2 separate regions of the Mus musculus genome follow, and region 1 is linked to region 2. A link is a contact called in public HiChIP or PLAC-seq data. All regions are on one chromosome and are shown on one strand. Each heading gives the region's core, a stretch centred on a gene start, on an enhancer-like site or on the middle of the called end of the contact. The rest is flanking DNA. Distances are from core to core; before and after follow the strand shown. Region 1 overlaps Zzef1 (zinc finger, ZZ-type with EF hand domain 1). Region 2 overlaps Gm51906 (a long non-coding RNA gene).

Region 1 (6,222 bases), core at 1,603-4,102, 350 kb after region 2:
TCCAGAAGAGGGAGTCAGATTTTGTTACGGATGGTTGTGAGCCACCATGTGGTTGCTGAGATTTGAACTCCGGACCTTCGGAAGAGCAGTCGGGTGCTCTTACCCACTGAGCCATCTCACCAGCCCTATAGGGACTATTTTTAAAAACACACAGTTAGGGGCAACAAGTTAGCTCACTGGGCTAAGATACTTCCATTGAGCCTGATGAGTTTGATGCGCAGAACCCACATGGTAGGAAGAAAGAACCAACTCCCACAAGTTATCCTCTGCTCACCATGTGCATGCTAGGGTATACACACTCACACACACTCCCCCCCCCAGTAAGTAAATATATAAATAAATGATAAATAAATGTAAAAACAGTTAAAAGAAAAACTGCAGTGGCCCCTGTGAGCACACTTGCAGCCCTCTGGATTCTTTAGAGTCATTTTTGGGGTTTGGGCACTGCCCTGCTTCTTTACTGTTGGTGACTATGTGGCCATTTCAGAGAGAAGTGGGTGGCTATATTACGATGAGGTGGAAAAAGGAGAGCCTGACCTGCAGTTTCTTTCGTGACCTTCTTCTCAGTAAAGTATCCCCGTGCTTGCTCCCTCCAGTGACCTCTGTGATCTTGGGCTGTTGAAGCCCCTGTGGCAGCTCTTTACTCACATGGAGTATGGCCTGTTTGAGGATGTGACACAGCCTGGCATTCTCCTTCCCCTACACCGAGCCCTTACTGAGCTCTTCTTTGTCACCGAGAACCGTGCCCAGGTAAGGATGTGTCCACCTCTTGCCCTGAAGCCTTGGCAGAGAGGATACCTCTGTATGCTCTTACCAGTTCCTGCTCATGGCAAAACTAGTGTTACACCCAAGCCTGCAAGCCCAGGTTGTCCAGGCTTCAAAAGGAGGCCGACCTGGACCTACAGTCCAGCATCCCCAGAACACATACCCGTATTCTCAGCCCCAGGAGGAGAGAACCTCAGATCAACTTATATTGCTTATTTTGTCTGGCCTATAGCCAAAGGGGTCTAGGGACTGCCTTAGACTGGGACTTCTGGAAAATCAAACAGATATGTTCTTCCTCCTCCTCTTTCTTCTAGGCACAATAGACTCATTGAATTGCCACATGAAAGGGCCTTTCACAAGTCCTTTGCCTGTCTTCCTCAGGAAGACATGACTACCATACCCTGCCTGATCACCCTGTGGGCATCAGGGATAGCCCTGGAACCAAGTCCCTGGGCCTTCTAGATAGGTTCCTTCATGGCTGTAGAGTGTGTGGTGTCACAGGTGCCTCGAAGTGAGCTTGCTTACCCCCTGGAGGCTCCTGTCTGCCTGTGGGTGTCTGTGTTCAGCCCTCCTACCTTCCAGCATTCAAGGAGCCCATGCTGTCTTTACAGGAGCTTGGCCTGCTTCAGGAGTACCTGCTGGCCTTAACCACCGAGGACCACCTTCTCCGATGTGCAGCACAGGTACCTCCTCCCTGTCTTCCAAGAGTTAGCCTGTGGGTCATGTTCCTGTGACAGATAACACCCCCTCACTTGCCGGAACTGGGGGTGGGGCTGTGACTTAGAGTTGCATGACAGGTCCAGACCCTGCCAGAGTTTACATGGAGCTCAGCTGCTGTTCAGTCACTTCCTCCTGCTCTCAGAAAGAGCAGGGAGCCTCATTTATCACTGTCACTCATATTAAACTGTGGGGTCAGAAGACACTAGCAAGAATCTGGTCTCTGAAACCAAAACAGCCAGTGCCTTCACTTAACTACTCATTGGCCGATCTTGGAAGTTTCCACAGATTTAGATTCTAGATATTTTTGGATTTTTTTGGATGTACTTTGCTTCCCTGGCTAGAAAACTCCTCTTCTGACAGCTGTGCTTCTAAATGATAGAGGACCCAAGAAACCCTGTATACATCAGTGTGCATCATTAGAGGTTAGACTTAAGTGTCTAAATTAGAACAGTAATTAAACATTTATGTATCAATTCAATCTTTAAGACAGTAAACACATTTCATGTTAATGTGTTTTGGGAAAAATCTCTTCAAAACAAAATAATATTGAGGATGGCGGCCCTGGCTCCATTTTTGCAGACTTCTTTAATGTCTGGGTCAACAAAAGCTGGACTCTTGTACTCATCTGCCCTGTACTCATCCTGGAGAAAGAAGTGTTGTGCTCTACTATAGCAGACAGACAGCTGGGGGATCTCCAGCGCTCATAGAACGTTTCTCAGCTAGGCATCCACCTGGGACTCTTCCCAGAGCCTAATCCTTCAAGGAAGGCTCTATGTGGAAGGTTAGAAGTGTTTTGCTCGGAACTGGGGCTCCCCTACTAAAGCAGGGGAAAGAGCAGGTGGGGCTGCTGAGGTCTCTTAGCAGCCAGCTGCACTGGCTACTACGGCCCTTGCTTTCTTGATGTGCTATAAGAGATTTTGATGTGTGGTGAGCACCAGCTTTCTCTCCATGGGCTTGACTGGCCCTCATGCTTGCCCATGCATATCTCATCCCCCTTCCCCTGTGGCCCTCCCCACAGCTTGCCAGTCTCTTCCCTGAAGTTCTGCCTTCTAGCCATGTCCTTCTGGGACAGCTGCTTTCCCCGCAGTGTTCTGAGCTCCCCATGGGTACTTCTCTAGCACTAGCTGTTCACCTCTTGTGTGAACCTTTGTGCTCCCCTTCTGTTCCTTTCTATGGCTTTCCCAGACCCCTGCTTCAGCAACTAGACTGCTACCACACCATGGCCATGGTTGTTTTATTACTTACCCAGGGTTTTCCTGTGGGCTTTGGTTTTGTTTTCTTTCTCATTCTACTTGTGAGCCACTGGGTAAGGGGGACTACCTCTGGCTCACCTTATCACCCTCCAGCTGAGGAACTTAGACTCAAGGATGAGGAAGTCAGTGGCTCTTGATATTGATAACTGCTCTTTCCCTCCATAGGCTCTGCAGAACATTGCTGCTATCAGCCTGGCCATCAACTACCCAAACAAGGCCACCCGCCTCTGGAATGTTGAGTGTTAGCCTCAGTGTGATATGCATGGACTTGATCATTTGTCTACAGGGGTTTATAGCAGACCTCCAACCTTGCTCAGGAAACCCCTGAAGCCTCTGCACCCAGCTCTCTTTGAGCCCACCCCCTGCTCCCATCTGGCCAAGCAGCCGCCTCATCAAAAAGGCCCACTGCAGGCGCCACATGTCCAAAAAGGCACAGCAGTGTAGAGTGGCTCAGAAAGAGCATCAAGAGGCCTTGGGAAAGTTATTCAGAGAATAGAGACTAGAGGCCAGTCTCCTCCAGGGGAGTCACAGCACTGAAGACCTGGAAGCCGTCTCTGAAAGGATTCTGTCTCCACTGAGTGGGAGCTGCCTAGGCTTGCCATCAGGAGAAGGCACCATCCACCCAGAGCTACCTTTGCAGTAAGACTTGCAGCTTGCAGCAGCAGTGGCCCAGTTGGGACACCAGCCCATAACCAACATGAGCACCTCCCAGCCACCTCCAGTTCCCAAGCAATCTTCTTGCCACAGCTTAGCTGGCCAACTCACAGTGAGAGCAGGTGTCCCTGGGAGCAGCTGGCAGGCTTTGCTTGTCACTGTGCAGCAGCTCCCCGCACACATCTTTGTTCCTTCATTGTTTTAGTTTTCATTTCCCCTCATGGTTTTAGAAGAGAACCACATCGACTCCCTGAGAGGTCCCCTAGGGAATGCCTAGGGGCAAACTGGCATGTGTGGAAGTGACAGAAATGGAGGGGCTCTCCAGCACCTGCAGTGCAGGCAGTGCCCTCAGAGGAGCCTTTGTTCAGGAGTCAGGACACACCTGATTATACTTCTGCTCCAAGGTCATGGTGATCAGCAGCCTACGACCTTGAACCTCCTGCCTGGTTGTTTGGCCATCCCCTGCCTAGCAATAACTACGTTAGTTTTAGTGAAGCTTTTGCGTATTTCCTTCTATGGTTTTAGCATTGCCCTGTGTGCTGATGACCTTTTTCCCCAGAGCCACAGAGTAGGATGCTGGGTCAGCAGCAGGCCGTGGACTTTCAGGAAGAATCCTGAGGCACCTGCTGTTGAAGGGCAGGCATCTGGCCAGAGGCATATCCCACCTCACAGGCAGAATGCAAATAAAAAAAAAAAAAAAAAAGGCTCCTAAGAGCCAGGGCCACATTTGGCTGGCTTTTGCTGTGACCAAGCTTGCCCCTTTGGCCTCTGAAGACTCTTCTGGGAGTTGGCAAAGGACTGCATTGGCAGAACCTGAACCTGCAGGTGTGGGAGCATCTTGTGCAAAGGTGCTATGCCTTCTGGCACCACTTCCTGCCCAGTCATAGAATTAGGTTATCTGATGAACCCCAGCACACAGGAAAAGTGGCCACAGAATGGGAGGGGATGGGTTATAAAAGCAGAAACAAATGGAGTGACCTATGGTCCACCACCCTGACATCAGAGGGAACTTGGTCCAGGTCCCATGGTATTGGACATGGTGTCTGCTGGCCCAGAGGAACCTCTTTCTCACCTTTTGCTCTTTGCCAAAGCACCTACGCTTTGCAAGCGGCCTAAACCCCAGAGAAGTCTCCCGTTGCACGCCATTCCCTCCAAGTAGGTCTCGGATGAGAGTCAGAACAAGTGCATGGTGAAGAGGCTTCACTCGCGGTGGCTCAGACCACACAGCAGTTAGAAGATGGGGGAGGAGATGGCACACTCACACTCCTCCACACCTCAGACTGAGCAGAGAGAGCAGGTGGACAGGGCAGGGCAAGGCTGGAGACCTCCCTTGGGACAGTGGCCCCAGCTCTCCTCCCACCCTCCCATCGGGAAGAGCAACTGTAAATAAACGCTGGACTCCATAGCTCCTCTCCACTCACTGCTTGCTGTTTTCTCTACGTGCTTCAGTTTGCATAGAATGAGCTTAAGTTTGCCCTTCTTCACACACCACAGCTGCTCTCTGACCGGACAGGGTCCCTCCTGACCTGGCCACCTGCAGCCCACTGCCTCTGCTTCTCTAGGCCACTGGGTGGCACTGCTGAGCCAGGCCAATGTCTCCTGACCCCAGCCGGGGCAGGAGGTCCCAAAGGATTTCCATCAAGGCCAATATCCCCTTGACTCTTAGGAGGCAAGACTGCCTGGACGGAGACAAAACTGGCAGGCATAAGGGGTCGTGGAAACATGTGCCTAATCTATAAAGAATTCTGTTCCAAATCAGATATATTGTACAGACACTGTTCTAATGAGAGGAGTGACTTATTTTCATCATCGTTTTTAATTTGTTTTCTTACGGGTTTACGATTTTGAATTTTTCTTATTTGGTTGAGTGAAAGAATTTTGATTATATCAGCTGAGTGAGTTCAGCCTGTAAAAGGAATGTTTTAAGTTGTGGATAAGATATGCAAATGAAGAGAAATATATTGTAAAAATTCTATATAAAAAAGTACAACTCTGTGTGGATTTCTCCCTTTTCTCTTTCCTTCCCTGCCCCCTTTCCCCTGTGGAAAGACCTTGCCATATCCCCCAGGCTGGCCTCAAACCCACAGTCCCTTGCCCATGTCTCTCATGTCTGGCCCTTCAGTTTCTCTTATGAAATATATTTTGAAGTGTATGCCTGGCCAAACAAATGGGATTTACAGAACCTCATCACTGCCTGCTTATGGGAAGAAGTCCAGAAGACCCTTCAGGGCCCAACCTTTGTTGACAGAACTGTGAGCCTTGCCCTTCATTGTGGTCAACCAGGGGATCCATCCTCGGGTGGTGCCTTCCTTGGGTGCCATCCTAGTACTCTCATATGGATGCTTCCTTTCCCATCTCCTCTTGAGGTCAGGGTAGCAAGCCACTGATACCTGCTAGGAGGCTCTAGGGCAGTGTTCTCAGCCTGTCACGACCCCTTTGGAGGTCAAATGATCCTTTCACAGGGGTCGTACAACAGATATCCTGCATAGCAGATATTTACATTATGATTAATAACAGCAAAATATTTATGAAGTAGTGATGAAAATAAATTTTCTGACCCAAATTTAGGCAACAGTTTAAACTTACAAAACTGTTCCAGGAAGAACTATCGACATAGTCCTATTAAATAGGAATATATATGTATATATATATATATATATATATATCCACTACTAAAGTGTCTCAAGCCTTCAAGAGTTTAAGGGCCACTGAGATGGCTCAGTGGGTGAAGAGGCTTGCAGTCCAGCCTGATAACCTGAATTTGAACCCAGAAAGAAGTGAATAGAGTCTTAAAAGTTGTCTTCTAACACCCACATACAGAGACATACTA
Region 2 (6,447 bases), core at 1,648-4,147:
CTAGGATATAATATATGAGAGATAAACAAACAAACAAACACTTGATGCTCTTCCAAAGGACCCAGGTCCAGCACCCACATTGTGGCTCACAATTGACTCTTTCTAGTTCAAAGCATCCACTGGCCTCCATGGGCACTGCATGCATATAGTACAAAAGGCCCATAGAATAAAATTTAAAACTAAATGCCATTCTTGACTACATAGAAAGTTCAAAAACAGCCTGGGCTATATGAGACCTTGTCTCAAAAACCAAAAATTAGAGCTAGAGAGATGAGTCAGAGGGCTGAAGAAATAGCTTAGTAGTTGCTGGCTGTTCTTCTAGAGGTCCTGAGTTCAATTCCCAGTAACCTATGGTGGCTCACAGCTATCTGTAATGAGATCTGTTATCCTCTTCTGGCATTCAGGATGTACATGCAGATAGAGCACTCATACATAAATATAATATAATATAAAACAAATAAATCACTTAAAAAAATTAAAGGGGCTGGGGAGAGATGGCTCAGCGGTTAAGAGCACTGACTGCACTTCCAGAGATCCTGAGTTCAATTCCCAGCAACCACATGGTGGCTCACAACCATCTGTAATGTGATCTGATGCCCTCTTCTGGTGTGTCTGAAGACAGCGACAGCGTACTCATATAAATAAAAAATAAAAATTAAGCCGGGCGGTGGTGGCGCACGCCTTTAATCCCAGCACTTGGGAGGCAGAGGCAGGCGGATTTCTAAGTTCGAGGCCAGCTTGGTCTACAAAGTGAGCGCCAGGACAGCCAGGGCTATACAGAGAAACCCTGCCTTGAAAAAACCAAAAAAAATAATAAAAAATAAAAAATAATAATAAAAATAATAAAAAAATAAAAATTAGCCGGGTGTGGTGGTGCATGCCTTTAATCCCAGCACTCGGGAGGCAGAGACAGGCGGATTTCTGAGTTCGAGGACAGCCTGGTCTACAAAGTGAGTTCCAGGACAGCCAGGGCTATATAGAGAAACCCTGTCTTGAAAAAAACAAAAACAAAACAAAAACAAAAAACAAACAACAAAAAAGAATGCATGTACTAGTTTTATTTAATGCCTTCAAACTGGAGCTAGGAGAATAAACAAACTGTATTTTCTATAGTCTAAATGTGTTAACCAACTGCATGAAAAAATGAAACAAACATGACTACTAAAGTATAGAGAAGATTTTTTTTTTATTGTAGATATAAGAGGAAAAGCAGGCAGAGGAATGAGACCAGACTGAACGTGGCTGGCCGACTAAGCTAGACCATGAGAGGAGAGAGGAGGGAAAGCAAGAGAGGAGCTGCTGACAGATTGGAGTAGCCAAAACCACTGTTACAAGGGATCTTGCAAGGGGAAGGGAAGCAGAATCCCAGCCCCCGGGAGGGAGGGGTTTAAGGTAGGGGGCGGAGCGAGAAATGCTGGGAGGAGCACAGATAACTGGTGATGCTCGGAAGGCAGGCCAGCAGCTGCTTTGGTATGTTATTTTTGTTTTTGTTTTTTGTTTGTTTGTTTGTTTTTTGTTTCGGTTTTTCGAGACAGGGTTTCTCTGTATAGTCCTGGCTGTCCTGGAACTCACTTTGTAGACTAGGCTGGCCTCGAACTCAGAAATCCACCTGCCTCCTGAGTGCTGGGATTAAAGGCATTTTGTTATGTTATTAGGCACTTCTGTCAGCCATTTAACCTGAGTTCTGAGACCCAACACAACTTATCATTACCATTTTCAAATCACATTTATTGAGTGTACATATATGTACGTTCAGCCATGTGTGTGGAGGTCAGAGGACAACTTGTGAGAGTTCATACCGTGTGGGTCTCAGATCATCACAATTGGCAGCAAATAAATGCCTTTATCAATTGATAGAAATAAGCTCATGGTCGCAAAGAAAGAGACCACCACTCCAGCGGACACGGCAAAACTTTACTCTTGAAACTTTACTTTGTGCTCGGAAGAGTGAGCACAAAGAGACAGGAAATGCCCTTGATTTCTATTCTAATGCAGGTTGTGAGTTGGTCTTTTCTTCACCTGCCCAGTGCACAGTCTTATTCATTTGGCTAGTTTGAAAAGAACTGGCATAGCCAGGCAGTGGTGGCCCACGCCTTTAATCCCAGCACTTGGGAGGCAGAGGCAGGCGGATTTCTGAGTTCGAGGCCAGCCTGGTCTACAGAGTGAGTTCCAGGACAGCCAGGGCTACACAGAGAAACCCTGTCGAAAAAGAAAGGAAAAGAACTGGCGTAAGTACAGGAAATGAAAGAGGTCACTGCTCCCTGGGGAAAAGGGTCACTTCTCCAGGTCATCAGGTTACTGAACCGCAACAGGGGCCCTCTGTGTTAACAAAGGTTTAACTGGCAGGGGTGGGGGATAGGAGAGAGGAGGTGGGAAAGATATATAACCCCTGCTTACAAAGTGGGAGAGATAAAATGCTTTGACTTCTTTGTTCCAAACACAAGTTCTACAGTTTTCAACAAAAATGACTCATATTTGATATTATACACTAAACTACTTCACTAGCCCCTATTTACTTTTTATTTTATTTTAGGGATGCACTCCTCTGTGTGTGTGTGTGTGTGTGTGTGTGTGTGTGTGTGTGTGTGTTCGTGTGCATGTGCACATGAAGATTCACAGGAGAGGAGGGTAGGGAGAGGGAGAGAGATTCTGTCTCAAAAACAAACAAAAAAGAAAGAAAAAGAAAAAGCAAGGCAGATGTCGTAGTACGGCCATGGTCGCTTGCTAGCAAGTCCATCCCAGCGCTAGATCCCGCTGACCATAGGAAGTGGGTGTGGCTTCCGGAAGTCTTCCGAACCTCCCAAACAAAATGGGAAGATGACAAAGGAAATGATTGCCTAGGTGCTTTGCTTGTCAGAAGCCTTTGAAGCAAATCAGAGCTATGATGAACCGTGGCCACCAGATGGCACCAAAAACTAAGTAGAAAACAGAAACCTACCGGCCTGCTGATCCGCGGTCAGTGCACTTCGACGTGCTCCAGAAATTGAAGGTACGGTGTGTGCTACATGGTGGGGGTCTAGAACGACAGCTTTCCCCAGGCGCTGAAGTAGAGGTTGGACCCAGGCTAGACTCTGTCTTTCCATCTATACATTGGGCACGAGTAGCCTCAGTACCAAAGCTCAGAACCCTCCTTTATATCAGTGTGACTTGGGACTAAGGATGCTGGAAAAAAGGAAGAGGCCTTCTTCAACCCCACTTCCGGTAGTGAGGAGTGTGTCTTTTTCCTGGGCAGGCTACTGGTGCTCACCCACATGAACCTTGTAGGACAGGGCACAGCATCCATACTGTAAAGTCTATGATGAGGAAGAAGCAATCCTCATATGATGAACCTTCCACCTAGAAGAGAGAAATGTGTTTTTCTTAAACAAACCAAAAAGCTACTATCAACTAAGATGCCAAGAGGCTGTGGGCCAAGTTGCAAACCAGCAGAGTTTATAGGCTCCAACCATGAAGGGAAAACCCTATGATCAACTACTTGGGGTCTCAGGGTTTTCTTTAGTTTGCTATGGTGGTGGTTGTTGTTGTTTTAAATGTAAAGTGTGTGTGTGTGTTCCACGTTCCACAGTGTATGAGTACAAGGCAAAGGACAACGTTCAGGAGTTGGTTCTGCAGTCCCTAAAGCAGTGTGCTACAAAAGTAATCAAAGCAGCAGCTGCTGTCCCCCCACCCTTCTGCCCTAGCTTACAGTCACCATAGATGTTCCCACAGGACCTGTCAAAATGGTGGCACCTAGACACCTCCTCAGTGTGCAGCCATCACAGGAGCTGTGCAATGTCAGCCCCTTCTCTCCAGCCTCCCCAAGCAGCTCCAGAGAATTGGTGCCTCAGCCAAAGCCACCTGAGACTGGGAAGAACTTCCCATCTGTACTGGCTGGTTTCCTGTCAACTTGACACAGCTGGAGTTATCACAGAGAAAGGAGCTTCAGGTGAGGAAATGCCTCCATGAGATACAACTGTCAGGCATTTTCTCAATTAGTGATCAAGGGGGAAAGGCCCCTTGTGGGTGGGACCATCTCTGGGCTGGCAGTCTTGGTTCAATAAGAAAGCAAGCTGAGCAAGCCAGGGGAGGCAAGCCAGTAAAGAACATCCCTCCATGGCCTCTACATCAACTCCTGCTTCCTGACCTGCTTGAGTTCCAGTCCTGACTTCCTTGGTGATGAACACCAGTATGGAAGTGTAAGCTGAATAAACCCTTCCTTCCCAACTTGTTTCTTGGTCATGTTTTGTGCAGGAATAGAAACCCTGACTAAGACACCATCCTAACTCATGGACCCATGTAGAGAAAGGGGGAAGGAAGGAGAAAAAAAAAAAAAGCTACCAATTCCTGAGCACGAAAACCCACCAATCTCTGAGCTTCCTTCCCACAAAAAACCCCACCAATCCCTGAACATGAAAATACACCAAATCCCTGAGCTCCCCAAGCTTGGTGCTTAAAATCCCCCACCAATCCTTAGTCTGGAAATCTCTGCCCCACAAAAGCTCGCTCTCTCTCTCTCTCTCTCTCTCTCTCCTGCCTCTGCCTCCTCACGACTTTGTAACAGGCACTGTGCCATCCTGCAAAGCTACAGAAGGGATTTTCTTTCTTTGTTTTTGTTTTGTTTTGTTTTTTTAATTTTGTAATTATATTTAGGTACAGAAAACTTAATGTACATTTAACCCAATTTAGTGGCGAGTTCTTTAGCCTTTGCTTTTTCCAGCTTGGCAATGCGAGCCACAGACTTAGGACCCAGGACGTTGCCTCCCCTGTGGCGACGGATCTCATCATATCTGTCATTATAATTGGTCCTAATAGCTTCCACCAGCTTAGCCAGAGCACCCTTGTCTTCCGAGTTAACCTGTGTGAAGGCAACAGTGGTGCATGTCTTCCTGTGGACCAGGTGCCCCAGCCTGGCCTTTCCCTTGATGATGCAGTAGGGCACCCCCATCTTTCGACACAGGGCAGGTAGGAAAACCACCAACTCAATGGGGTCTATGTCATGGGCAATCACCACCAGCTGAGCCTTCTTGTTCTCCACCAAGGTGGTGACTGTATTGACTCCTGCTCGGAGGACAGGTGGCCTCTTAGTTGGGACGTCACCTTTGCCAGCAGCTTTCTTCTCAGCACGGGCCAGTAGCCTTTGCTTCTTCTCTTGCTTTGTCTCTGGCCTGTACTTGTGGGCAAGCTTAAGCAGCTGAGTAGCTGTCTGCCTGTCCAGTGCCTGGGTGAACTGGTTAATGGCAGGAGGGACTTTGAGCCGCTTGTAAAGGATGGCTCTTTGCCGCTGCAGCCTCATGTAGCGGGGCCATTTGACAAAGCGCGTTAAATCTCTTTTGGGCTGGATGTCCTATCCAATGCCGAAGTTCTTGGGCCTCTTCTCGAACAGAGGGTTGACCACCTTCTTGGCCTCCTGCTTCTTGACGACGGCGGGGGCCGGGGCCACCTTCTTCCCCTTGGCCTTCTTCCCTTTGGGCATCTTGCACGGCTGCTGGAGAGCTGTTTTGTTTTTCAAGATATGGTTTCTCTGTGTAGTTGTGGCTGTCCAAGAACTTGCTCTATAGACCAGGCTGGCCTCGAACCCAGAAATATCCACCTGCCTCTGTCTCTGAGTACTGGGACTAAGGACATGAGCCATCACACTGAACAACAAAAAGATTTTTTTTTAATTGTTGAAGTAACTGCAAATTGAAAATAGGTAGGACAGCTGGGTGGTGAGGACACATGCCTTTAATCCAATCACTAGGGAGGCAGAGGCAGGCAGAGATCTGTGTTCAAGCCAGAGAGAATGCCAGGGTAGCCATGGCAACACAGAGAAACCCTTTCTCGAATGAAAAAAGAAAAAAGAAAAAAGAAAAAAAGAAGGAAGGAAGAAAACAGGTAGAACTAGAGACAAATGTGTATTCCATCTTTAGCAGAATAGGGGGAGTGGTACCGATACCCTAAAAGCCACCGCATGCAGGCAAACACTCATATACATAAAATAAAAAATAAATACATTTTTAAAAATAGCAATGCACCTCTTGCAAGCTGGTGAGGGTACAGCAGGCTCAGAGTAAAGGCAAGGTGGTGCTGGCTAAGTCAATGTGACCCAAGGTAAAGTCACCTAAGAGAAGGGAACTTCAATGAAGAAAATGCCTCCACAAGATGGGGCTGTAGGGCCAGCCAATAGTGCATCTCCTTAGTGATGGATGGAGGAGGGCACAGACCACTGTGGGTGGTGCCATCTCTAGGCCAGTGATTCTGGGTTCTAGACTGAGAAACAAGTGTTGGGCACTTACCTTTAATCCCAGCACTTGGAAGGCAGAAGCAGGTAGATTCCTGAGTTTTAGTGAGTTCCAGGACAGCCGGGCTACACAGAGAAACCATGTCACAAAAACCAGAAAGGCAAAGAAGTAAGTACAGATAGCCGACTGAGTTAGCAGTCTGTCTAAACTCCCCCTACCCCACCCCCCGACAGTTACCTGGCAACAG

What was found. HiChIP or PLAC-seq counts read pairs in DNA pulled down with a chosen protein or histone mark.
Region 1: a RAD21 HiChIP or PLAC-seq map of pro-B cells shows a contact between it and region 2, with 4 times the contacts expected there. The contact joins two enhancer-like sites. A contact is called at or near these places in 3 of 15 datasets of contacts at CTCF or cohesin (the NIH/3T3 cell line, embryonic stem cells and pro-B cells), 23 of 484 Hi-C or Micro-C datasets (the Ba/F3 cell line, ECoMG myeloid progenitors, the G1E-ER4 cell line and 12 more), 4 of 115 datasets of contacts at active chromatin or transcription factors (all in embryonic stem cells) and 1 of 9 other capture datasets (liver).

The regions. Positions count from the first base shown.
Region 1 is chr11:72,921,734-72,927,955 of GRCm38.p6, forward strand. Zzef1 (zinc finger, ZZ-type with EF hand domain 1) reads left to right here. Exons shown (of 55, transcript NM_001045536.2): 53 at 597-750; 54 at 1,377-1,448; 55 at 2,904-5,387. The coding sequence ends at 2,984. Among named protein-coding and RNA genes, the nearest start is that of Gm34704, 16 kb to the right of the region's middle. Within about 2 kb of position 2,853, at least 39 of the 459 cell types and tissues checked have an H3K27ac peak or open chromatin away from gene starts, as enhancers often do. A contact at or near this core is called in the G1E-ER4 cell line and pro-B cells, where this site is marked.
Region 2 is chr11:72,567,879-72,574,325 of GRCm38.p6, forward strand. Gm51906 (a long non-coding RNA gene) reads right to left here. Exons shown (of 4, transcript XR_003949712.1): 3 at 2,939-3,336. It also overlaps the pseudogene Gm12712. Among named protein-coding and RNA genes, the nearest start is that of Spns3, 21 kb to the left of the region's middle. Within about 2 kb of position 2,898, at least 41 of the 459 cell types and tissues checked have an H3K27ac peak or open chromatin away from gene starts, as enhancers often do. A contact at or near this core is called in the G1E-ER4 cell line and pro-B cells, where this site is marked.